Regions from separate parts of the Zea mays genome. Here region 1 is linked to region 2. The links are chromatin contacts, called in public Hi-C maps. All regions are on one chromosome and are shown on one strand. The core of a region is the stretch at or near the end of the contact, and the rest is flanking DNA. Distances in the headings are between cores, read along the strand shown. Region 1 holds the start of LOC103650540 (nuclear export mediator factor NEMF). Region 2 has its middle 35 kb from the start of LOC103650538.

Evidence for each region. A called contact is a pair of places that touch in the nucleus more often than the background predicts.
Region 1: a Hi-C map of leaf shows a contact between it and region 2, with 2.0 times the contacts expected there. The contact joins the promoter of LOC103650540 here to the enhancer-like site in region 2. A contact is called at or near these places in 9 of 25 Hi-C or Micro-C datasets (bundle sheath, ear, leaf and 2 more).

Annotation. Positions count from the first base shown.
Region 1 is chr3:129,230,423-129,236,152 of Zm-B73-REFERENCE-NAM-5.0, forward strand. LOC103650540 (nuclear export mediator factor NEMF) reads right to left here and starts at 2,686. Exons shown (of 14, transcript XM_008676116.4): 1 at 2,296-2,686; 2 at 1,509-1,621; 3 at 1,312-1,408; 4 at 1,080-1,204; 5 at 314-908. The coding sequence starts at 2,400. LOC103650541 reads left to right here and starts at 5,218. Exons shown (of 4, transcript XM_035966305.1): 1 at 5,218-5,730.
Region 2 is chr3:129,074,270-129,080,684 of Zm-B73-REFERENCE-NAM-5.0, forward strand. No RefSeq gene overlaps it. Among protein-coding and RNA genes, the nearest start is that of LOC103650538, 35 kb to the left of the region's middle. Within about 2 kb of position 3,077, at least 18 of the 20 cell types and tissues checked have an H3K27ac peak or open chromatin away from gene starts, as enhancers often do. A contact at or near this core is called in bundle sheath, ear, leaf and 1 more, where this site is marked.

The sequences.
Region 1 (5,730 bases), core at 1,436-3,935, 160 kb after region 2:
CAATCAGATGGTAATATGCAAGTGCCAGTGTCCAACAATAAACAAGCATATATGATATTGTGGGCAGGGCAGACCCAGTGTCGGAGACTTCCACTGATAAAACGAGGCAAGCCTTCCCCCACAAATGCAGAGAAGCTGTTTTGAACCCACGACCTGGTGACTCAGTGAGACAACCATCACCACTGCACCAGGCCTGCCCTTCAAATATGATATTGTGGGTAACAAACATTACTTGTGCATAAAACAAAAATGTATATATGATCACTCAATTTCTCAACAGTAATAAACCAAGCAAGGCACAAATCATTCAGACCTTATGATTAATCGAAGCCTCTTCCAAGGGTGTGATGTTCTTTGCGGTCATCTTATTTTGCATGAGAATATAACCCTCAGGAATCCTTTGGCCGGATATAATATCTACAAGCCAGTCCTCAAACCTTGTAATAGATTCCATTAGAGACTGAACAGTGCTGTCATTGATAGTGCTCTCTGGGTCTTTCCCAACCTTTGTACTTGGAACCAAACCAGCATCCAATATGATATGCTCTGCTAGTGCAGGGCCATAAGCCAGTGCCTCACCAAGAATTGTCTTCAGAGTAGCTTTATTGGATTGAGCACCATTGTTTACTTTTGCATTTGAACCAAACTGCTTAGCTTTTGCAGCAGCCTTCTTTTCTTTTTTACTCAGTGATTTTTCAGATATTTCAGTTACCAACACTTCATCATTGGTGGATTGAGAAGTTTCCTGAGCATCGGTTGATCCAGACGTAATTTCCTCTTTATCATCAGCCTTATCAGGCTTTGTCAACATGTCCTTTAACTTTGCAAAGTCAGTCCTGCCAAAAACACGGCAAGCTTCTACTGGATAGCGATGACGTGACATGATGGCCAATCCTTTGTTGTCATCTCTGTAGATCCACAAAATAGAAAATAAACACAACAAACACAGTATATATGAAAGAGAAGTAAAGAGCATCCTTGCATTGCATGTTAACTCTGATATTTTCTTGTCCTTATTAGTCAATACTGCTGCAGCAATGGTAGTACATGCTAAGAAAATTTATCAATCAGGCAACAACCTGTGAGAACGGAGTAGTGTCAATACTGTGTATTCTGAATCCGTGAGAAGAATGTTTCCTTGTGCATATAGCTCTAAAATTATGAAATGTGCATTACTACCAAGCCCAAATTGGAAAAGGATAATCTGCACAAACAAACAAAAAATGGGAACAATTAAATGGCCAACGAACAACAATACAAAGCTGCTGACATGAAATGCTTATCTGAGAGAAAGCAAAACTGGAACAATACCCTGTCATATCCGAGCATACGGACATCTTCAAGTCTCTTGTTACGAATGTGCTTTCGTAGTTTCAGAGTGAAACCTGAAGGGGTGGTACTCTTGTCACTGCAGAAATGCATACACACAAGGGTCTAGACATTAATGTTACAGAACAGGGTGATGAAGCAAACATCAATCAGGGCAGTGAGTAGAATCTGAAGCTCACCGAACGTATTGGGTGGTGTGGAACCTGACACCACTCTCCATGAGCAACAAGACCTTCTCGCTTTCCCCTGATTCAGTAATCCCACTGCTGTTCATCAGCTTGAAAAGGTATGTCTGTCCAAATGCAGAAAGATGCTACTAAAATTACATCTGTAGTTCTGTACAAGTATCGTCATGTATATAGTAAAACACAAATACGATATAAGACTGCCAAGAACAACATGATCTGTTTGTATGATGTACTGGTAATACAATACTTTTTATTAATGACCCAAAGAATTCAGGCAGCTATGCTTTACTCAGAACTCAGAACAGATCAAAAGGCAAGAACCACCTGGTTGATCCTGACAACATACTATTGAAGCGAAACACAAGGATCTTGTATCCCACAAAACTGCACCTAAAATGTGCATCGACAGCCTCAGCGAGCCAGTTCATAGCGTTATCTATTGATTATGTCGAATTTTACATGTAAGCACAGGCTACATCAGCTACTGAAAAACAACACAAGCAAAATCCCATAGCATACGGGACATTAAACTACGAAGTTCTCTATGCCCTGGGCTCACGATAAAGTCTGCTAGGTGGCAGCACCACTGGTCGAGCAGACCGAAATCCAGTACAGAATTACAGATTCGCTTCGTGCGCCACGCCTCTACCGATCGCGGGCGGCGGCGCGGGGGTGTCAAGGAGTGGCCCCTTCCCATCCAACCTGCGCCCAAGCGGGGCAGTGACTAGGGTTCGCGGCAGGCGGGGCAGGGAAGGCAGGGGACGGGGACCCGATTAACCTTGGGGGTGATGTCGTAGACGTTGGCTAGGCGCATGCCGATGAGGCGGCGGAGGCACTTCACCTCCGCCGCCACGTCCGTCGTCGTCATTCGTGCCTTCACCATCTTGCCTCAGCCGGTACTACGGCAGCGCCGAGACCTTTGGGCCTTTGGCTTCCTTCCCCCCTCCCTACCGGGGATTTTCTCCCTTCTCTCCGCCGCCTCCTGAGCTCTCTCCTCGTCGGCTCGAGTCGGGCTCGGGCACGACTCTGGTCGCGGCCGCCCACCTGGACCTGGAGCGGTGAAGGACGCCGCCGCCGCCGCCGCTAGGACGAGATGGGCCGGTCCGTGGTCCGTGGATCATTATCTTCGGCCCGTTTTGTTACTGAGGTGGGCCGCAGGTCGCGTATCCGTTATATTCCTCGTTTTAACTGTGTCATTAAGGACTAGTTTGGCAGTCAGATTTCCGGAAGGGAACCCGGCCTTTTCCGGGGGAGCGAAGCACGCGTGAAAATAGCGCCCAGGGAAAATTTCCGGCCTATTTGGAAGCCAATCTGTCGGGCCCGTTCTCCCTCGACCCGACCAAAATACCCGGGGCAGCTTTCCACCAGCCGCGAGGCCGGACAGCTTTCCCCGCATACGAGGGGGAGGCGGCGCGAGCGACGCTGGCACGGTGACGCGAGTCGGACTTCCTCTGCTGCCTCCGTCCACTCTGTCGTCGTCCACAACGCCGCCGCAGTCATCCCCAGTCCTCCCTCCCTCGACGCGGTCTCGACTGCTCCCTCCTCCACAGACGACGTGGTCTAGGGTTTGTGCTCTCATCTGCGTTCTCCCTACGTTCTTCCTCTACTCACACATGCTCTGTCATCTCCTCTGCTCTCTTTCAAGTTCCGCTCGGTACTAGCAGTGAGGTATTATAATCAGCCTCCTCCAAGATCTGCCTCCTCCAATCCAGGGATATTAACTATGCTTCCCTCTACTAGCGTCACATGCCAAGATTATTATAAATTCCTGCTACGATCCAGCAATTTTTAATAGCAGTGTTGTGGCCGAGTTAATACATACAATCCACGGTAAAATTAATCTAGAGATATTTTGTAATAAAAAGTCACATGCCAAGATCAATAGGTTTAGTACTAGCAGTGAGGCGGCACAGATAAGTTAGATCGGTTATTTCTTGTTTTCCTCCTTAACTATGCTTTATTCTTGTATGTATGCAATCTGAATTTATTTTGTTGATTCTTTATGCTTTGATGTGAAAGCTGAAATGGGCGCAAATAATTATATGGTTTGATACTCTGAATTTGATTGTGTGTGAGCCAAGACACGGGATAGATAGGATATACATTTTCCACATGTTCTATATGGATTATAATCTGGCCAGCTTTATTTTTCTCCCTTGTATTTTTTCCTAGGAGACGACCGCGTAATCCTTTCATCTGTACCCATTGTGTGTTCGAATGATCCCAGATTTAAATGGTCTTCATGTACCTTCCGGCCATATATGTGTTTCTGGTCTTCATTGGAATAGTGTGGTAAATTAAGTTTGTAGTGGCTAATAGAACCACCAGTAAAAAACAACTTTTACAGGCAGCTCATGTTTACCTCAGTTTCTTTACATATTTTTTATCTAAGAGATAAGAGATGATCATAGTTTCTCAGTTCTGTGCGCTTGTAATTTCATTATTAAGTGTGGTTCATAATAACGTATCCGGAGCTAATAGATTAACTGAACTGAACTGATTTCCTGTTATGTGACACTCCAATGCAGTTTAACTGAACTGAATTGCTTTTCTGGTATTTTCTAAGTTCCTTTCATGTTATGTGACAGGTTGTTGGTCCAGGATAACTGAATTATCATCCTTGAATAGATAAGCTACCTAAGGTAACCAACTGTTCCTTCACTCTTGAATTTAATTGATTATTTCTCATGTTCTTTGACTGCAAACCAGTGGGAAAGCGTCCTAGGCTATCTTTGTTGTTGTTGCTGTCCCTGAGCATATAGAACTATGGAATATCTTCATTTGATTTGTTTGTTTTTGTGCTGATGCTAGTACTTTTGATTTTGATAATTATATATTTTCAAGTGATAATTGTAGCTTTGGTTCATTCTGAATTATATAAATATAATATGTAATTTTGATTTTAATAACAAAGAGGCATTAACTAAAACTATAAATCTAAGGAAAAACAATGTTTGTGTGGTTCTTCGTTCGAAGATATTTTTGTTTTTCGTCACAAATAAGTGTCTTCTTATTTTTTGTTGTGGTTATTAAAAGATTCTTATGTGTTGCTTATGTGTTGTCATTGGTGTACTGAAACTTGCATAGTGTCATGTGACTCATGTTCAAATAATCTTCAGATATGGGTTCTTGGGAAGAGCTAGCTAGACAGTTTTTGTTGGAGGAAGAAGAAGACGATGAGGAGTTTTTCTTTATTCTTCTCCCTGCTATACTTCCATTCCTCTTTGAAGAGAAAAGGTCTATCCATACCTCCTCTCTCTCTGGTGCCCAGAAGGTTAAGGAGATTCTTGAAGGGCATGAGAGTTGGTGCAAGTCCGAGTTTCGAATGGAACCAGAAATATTTAGAGCCACATCAGATTTCCTTAGAAGAGAGGGTTTGTTACGTGACACACGAGGAGTTAAAGTCGAAGAGCAGCTTGGGATGTTCATGTATATGATCTCCCACAATACCAGTAACCAAATGCTTCAAAAGGCTTTCCAACATAGTGGAGAGACTATCCGTCGAAAAATATCAGAAGTTTTCGATATAGTTCCCACTCTAACTCAGCGGTTCGTGAAGCTTCCCAATTCTATTCAGACACATCCAAAAATTATAACAGATTCTAGGTTCATGCCCTTTTTCAGGTGACCTATCAATAGTAAACATGATTTCCTTAGTTTTTCCCTTTAACATGCCCTAAACTTCCTCTCCTTTTTATACAGAATTGCATTGGAGCAATTGACGGAACCCATGTACCTATCACCATTGCAGAAGATAAGGCTCCTCCTTACCGAAATAGGAAAGGGTCACTTTCACAAAATGTGATGTTGGCATGTGACTTCGATCTGAATTTTATATTTATTTCATGTGGGTGGGAAGGCTCGGCCTCAGATGCAGGGGTCCTTCGATCCGCTATCAGTAAAGGGTTTACTGTGCCAGAAGGAAAATTTTATCTTGTGGATGGTGGGTATGCAAATACATCATCCTTTATTGCCCCATACCGAGGAGTTAGGTATCACCTCAGCGAGTTTAGAAGGCGTCGTTCTTCACAAGCTAGTTATGTGAACTACAAAGAGCTATTCAACCATCGTCATGCTATTCTTCGCAACCACATCGAAAGAGCCATTGGTGTTTTGAAGAAAAGGTTTCCAATTCTCAAAGTAGGCACATTTCATCCTATCCAAAATCAAATTAAGATAGCAGCAGCAGCTGTTGATTTTCACAACATAATTA
Region 2 (6,415 bases), core at 1,827-4,326:
TTGAAGCCAGTCCAAAATTTGATGGTGTACGTGTACGTGTTTTTTTTGCGTGGGCTCAAAATGGTGCAGATGCTAGCAACTGAAGGTATTTTTTTAATCCAGCAAAAAAAAACACACACACACAAAATAGTGCACATGCAGCGGATCCAGATTCAGTGCCTTAGCCAAGGTAAGGCACCACGTACCTTGCCTTCTACAGCAAAAGGGACACAGCAGGAACCAGCTTACCAGCAGGAATACGTCTAGATCCCAAACAGGTTATGTTTGCACATAGTACAGCTTACCAACAGCACATGCAAACAGAACACAAACATACAGTTAATTTTGAAGGATGTTTATATAGAATTTGTTTCAGTTTCTTAAGCAATACATGGCATTCAGAAATTTACAATTACACCATTTGGGCATTGCCTGGCATACTAACTGTCATTCATCAGGCTACTCACAAAATACTATAGTTAGCCCACAAAATATTGTTGTTAGCTCTATCCAAAATACTATCCAATCAACTTGCAAATCTAGAACAGATCTTCATCATAAAAATTTTCATCATGACTAGCCATAGATGTTAGGAGCCTGGTAAAATCACCAATGACCCTGTACTCATGGAGGTCCACATTTGCTTCTTTGTTGCTGCTGTTATTCTCCACTTGTACATGTGGTGGTGCACCATCTTCTTTCTTTTGTTGTTGCCAACAAAATGCAACAAATTAGTTCAGAAGTGAGCGACAACATCAATATTAAAATATCAAGATTGCAGTATACCTTTGCTCCCTTTTTTGTTGGTACAGCAGATTTAGTCGCCTTGCGCTTCCCTTGCCTTTCCCATTGCTGCATCTTGATCAGTATAAATAGTTCTAGGTTGCCTATAATTATGGGCAGCTAGAAAGGTCTCAAAGAGCCATGTAAATGAGGCTTCTGTTTCATCAAAGAGAATTGCAGCACCAAAAATAGTGGTTTCTCTAAACTGATTGAGCCCAAGAAAAACACCAAATGGCCTATATTCTTTATTTGTGCCAAAAGTAGTGTCAAATGTGACAACATCACCGAAATGTGCATAGTCTAGAACCATTTTTGCATCAACCCAAAATATGTTGGTTATGTGCTCCTCACAATCCACTTGCAAAGCATATTGGAATGATGGATTCTCTGAAATTTTGTCATGAAAATATTTCAGCATGCTTCCGGCTTGCCCAAAAGCCAACTCCCTCTGCTGTTTGCTTTGTAAATAATTTTTCCTATCACGACAAGTGTAGCTAAGATTAAGTGGTCCACCTACTTGACGGCAAGCCAAATCATGTGCAGCTTTTGGCCTGATTCCAGAATCATCTGCAGTTTCAATTTCAAAGGCTTGCACTTCTGAAATTTTCCTCTGTGATGCCATCAAGTGGCGGGTTTCTGGCAAGTGAAGCTTGTGGTTGTGTTCAAGCATAACATCAGTAACTTCATAGTTTTCTGCCCCTCGATCCAATGTGAGAGTCATTCGGGATGTGCAGCCCGTTCTTGTTTCAGCTCTAAAACACTTGGTCACATGATCAGTTTGCCCTTTTCTTCGGTGGCCCTCATTGGAACAAACAAATCTGCATGAAGTAACCTTACCATCATAACTGCTGACATTTGAGTATCTTTTCCTCACATCAAAGCCTGTATGCCCCCCATATGCCACCCAAAACTGCCAAGCCTCATCTGGAGTTTTGAACCTCAAACCAATTTGAGGTGTCCCCTTGCCAAATTCTGCCATTCCCTTAATCCGAAGTTTATTGAAATCTATGGCACATGGAATGCATGACATGCTACAGAAAAAACTATAGCACATGAAGAGAAAGGGAAGCTTACTGAAATCTCAAATCTCAAATTGGTAAGCATTCAGTGAAGAGAAAGGGAAGCTTACTGAAATTGGAGGGTTGGGCTACTGGATCGACGACGCGCAGCACCGGGCCGAGGAGCGCGCAGGGGTACCAGGGCGGCGGCGCACAGGGCTCTCGGGCGGCGCGGCACAGGGCTCCCGCGCGGCAGGCAAGAACAAGCGCGCGAAACGCGGCAAAACGTGTGCCTGCGCGCGCTGCGAGTGAGGACCGCGTCCTGGCTCGGTATTAATTGGAGTCTCCTCTGTTGTTTTGCCTACACACGACAGGAGCCATTGGATCGTTGTTGGAGGGCAGATACGGAGGGGCAAGGTACGTGGTGCCTTACCTTGGCTAAGGCACTGAATCTGGATCCCATGCAGCCGCATGCTTCTAGGCGTGGGGCACAACTGCAGGTTCACAATCACTCATCATGCTGAAGGCTCTAGGATCACTGCATGCGGCCATGCGGGGTGGAGGCGGCTGCACGCACAACATGGTACAAAGACCGGTTCGACAAAAAATGCACTGGTCCCTTAAAAAAATACGCATGCGACATTCGATCGTCCTCTCTCGGGATCGAACTGGGCGGGGGCACCCTCCACGACGGGAGGCACTGCCACCGCGTTACGAGCGCGTTCGTCGTGGTCATCTTCTGATGACTCGACACCCTTAGTCCATAGCATCCGAGCGCGACCAATGAATAGATCAAGAATTGATCCAATCTAAAGACATACCGCTCGACGCTCAACTGCGTAGAAGAGGATTCGAAGACTGTCGCGTAGGACAGTTCGGCTAGGCCGGAGGACCTGCCGGCTTGACGGAGAGTTGATGCAGATCCTATCCCGCAGCAACGTCGAGGTAGAGCGTGCTGATAACGTGTTGAGAACTACGTTACCACGGATCATCAGATCCGCTCCCTTCCCTCCCGTCAGCTATAGATGACTCGTCTCCATTTCCATAAGCACGACAGAAAAAACACACGAGACACAGGATATAGGGTTGAGCCTCTGGTCTCTTTCTGATATCTATTCCATATAAGGGTTACATGTTCTATATATAGAGACGTGATTACCCTTAGGGACATATTCGGTATTTGTCCATGTAACCCTTCGTTAGGGTTTCTCAACGGTCGGTTGCCGTGCCTCTCTCTGTGATGCAACCTGGGCAGAGCGCCCCCCGCAAGCCCTTGCTGTCGCGAGCTGCTGCGCGCCATGGGCCTCCCGCGCGTCCATCTCCGCGCCTGGGCTGACCTCCTACTTGCGGGCGCTAGCTATTTCCCTCTCGTGGGCCACCCTCAGGTGCACCTTGCACGACGCAGCAGCCGCCCAAGCCACTGCATGCATGTTCGTAAAGGTAGCAAGCCCATGCACGTGCAAGCAACAAGCTACCTTTTTTTTATTTTTCACATTTTAGACATTTCTAATATATCTAAAATGCGATATGCTTCCAAATACTTCGATCAAAACATCCTGCACACCATCTTCGACTATGGAACTTAGTTCCTCCTGAACTTAGTTCCAAAACCTAGTTTCGTACCTTAGTTCTTTCCTAAACTTTATACTGAGAACTAGTTTTGTCGTCGCTACCGACCATGTTTCATCTTATACAACACCTGCACATAAATCAATTAACACACGCATCTATGTACGAGCACGAGTCCGCGACTTAATTGAAGATTAATCCACACAACACCACTCCACCACGCATGTTAACACGCATGCATAAAATCACTTTGCTAAGACAATTACAGTTAGCAACAATGTTCCAATGTCAACTAAATACAACCTTAGTTTGTTCTCTTCTCTCCCTAAATTAAGTAGGTACCATGGAATCTTAGTCCACTCGATCTTGCAAAGCAGCTCCAATCCATTAAATCATTCAAATGAACTAGGACACAAACATCCGTGCCCTCCCGACTCCCATTCCCAATGGAGGCCCCGTACTCCGCTCCGCCTTCTTTCGGTACGTTGCAGGCGGCGCAGTTGGAGGCGGAGAGGTCTCCGCGGCACTGGAAGAGGCCGAAGACGGAGGTGGGAGGAGGCCGCCCGTCGCCTAGGATTAGGAATTGAGGATGAGGTCTGGTAGAACAGGCGGAGAGGCAGCGACCCCGCCAGGGAAGCTCTGGTTAATTGGCGCAGCCCTTGTAGATTAGCACGTACGTACGTAGAGGGCGCGACGGGGGCCGTGGAGCAGCAAGACGGCGGCGGCCAGGAAGATCGAGGAACCGACGACGAGCTCTGCAAATGCATGCCACAGTGCAGCTAGAAGCCATAGTGTGGACGCACGCAGCCGCAACAAAGTTTCTTCTACACAATATATATTTGGACAGCCGCAGCCCGTGAAAATTTTAGCAGCCGTTTCAGACGGTATCCACCGATTATATATTGGAATTAAGTCATTCAGAGAGATCTCAATTCTCCTGTACTGGAAGATTTATTTTTAGAATTTGTTAGAGATGCCCTTATAGCTTTTAGAAAAGGTACAAGTGCGGTAGCTGCCGGTCCGGACGGGGGCTTGGCGGGCCATGCTTATGATCGAGCTACTCGAGCACCTGCGCAGCATCGTGTTCGTTCTCCTGGCCGTACGCACGGCGACGGCGACCGCGACGACCACCGCGGAAAGAGCAGCACGACCGCGAAGGTAGAGACAGTTTTTTTTTTAAAAAAAAATTTGACCACACCACGCTCCAAGCTAGGTCACCGGCCGCCGTCAATTAAGCCCTAATTAGTCACGCCATCCATCACTTGGAAGCTTAGCTAGCTAATTAATTAATCACTCACTCATGCGTACACCGTTGACGGTATTGACCAGCTGACGTGGCAGCACTATGCGGTGAGGAGAGTAGGAGACTAGGTGAGGACTACTACTAGCTCGGCCGGTCCGGCCGTGATGTGCGGGCGTCGTTGACGTTGACAAAAGCTTAGCTAGCTGCCGATGTGCTTGCTAGTTGCTACCTTCAAAGTTCAAAGTTCATCACAGTCCCATAATTCCCGCGCGTGCTGCTGCCTTGTGCCGGTTGACTTTGACCGACCTGTCTTTCTTTCTTTCTCCTTCTGTCTCTCTCTTTTTTTCTTTCTAAAGGCCCTTTTTAATCCGTTGGTCGATCTGCTGTGCAGTCGAAGAGGCTGCAGCATATAATCTCTTTATAAAAGAATCTACGGTGGTTATTGCATTGATCATCATGGTATATATATATATATATATATATATATATATATATATATATATATATATATATATATATATATATATATATATATAAAATATCGGCCTGATTCTAGCTAAGGTGACTTAGAACACCATGCATGCATGCATGTTTATTCATCACACGCCAGTTACGTACGTATGCCGTGCGCGCATATCTGTCGCCGTTGATATCGCTTTTTTTTTTTTGCATGTATGCAAGACAGACACAACAACAGCTACAGGCACTTTCGGCGGCCGTTGTTATTTTCGGCGGCCTATACCTGGCCGCCGAAAATAAGCCCGTATTTTCGGCGGCTTTTTCAAGTCGCCGAAAATAGCCTTATTTTCGGCGGCTGTGTCAGACGCCGTCGAAAATAAGGCTATTTTCGGCGGCCCGAGCCTTGGCCGCCGAAAATACGGCTATAATAACGGACACGCTTCTCTCTTCTCTCTCTTTCTCTCCTCACGCGCGCAGCCTCTGTCTTCCGCGCGCCGCCAGAGCCGCCAGCGCGCCGCCAGCTTTCCTGCGCGCGCCCGCCGCCAGCCGCCGCCGGCTTTCCTGCGCGCGCGCCCGCCGCCAGCCGCCGCCGGCTTTCCTGCGCGCGCGCCCGCCGCCAGCGAGCGCTGCCTCCGGCCGCCGCCCCGCCCGGCGCGTCCCGCCGCCAGCCGCCGCGTTCCCTGCGCGCGCGCCCGCCGCCAGCCGCCGCCGGCTTTCCTGCGCGCGCGCCCGCCGCCAGCCGCCGCCGGCTTTCCTGCGCGCGCGCCCGCCGCCAGCGAGCGCTGCCTCCGGCCGCCGCCCCGCCCGGCGCGTCCCGCCGCCAGCCGCCGCGTTCCCTGCGCGCGCGCTGCCGCGGCCGCCGCCCCGACAGGCTTCCCCTGCGCGCTGCCGCTGCCCCGACGAGCCCCAGCCGCGCTCGCCCTTGCCCGCGCGGCAGCCTCGTCCCGGTCGTCCGACGCCGCCAGCGCCGCTCGCCGTCGCCACCGGATCCTACCACGTACTCCACCGTCGCGTCACCATCCATAGGTTATTTTTTCGTATTTTATTTCATATTTTCGGCGGTCTTTATTTAATTCCCCGCCGAAATTAGTGCATATTTGTATATATATTTGTTTGATTTATGTGTGTGATTATTACATATTTGTAATTATGTTTGTTTAATTTCTATGTATGATTAGTATATATTTATAATTATGTTTGTTTGATTTGTGTGTTTGATTAGTGTTACTGTTTAATTTGATTTCATTAATACATTAGTGGTATATATGTGGTTTAGGTATTAGTGGCATGCATATTGAATTTGTGGCATTAATTTTATATTAATATTATATTGTTAGTTTTACAAGAATATTATATTGTTAATTGTTCCATTATTAGTGTATGT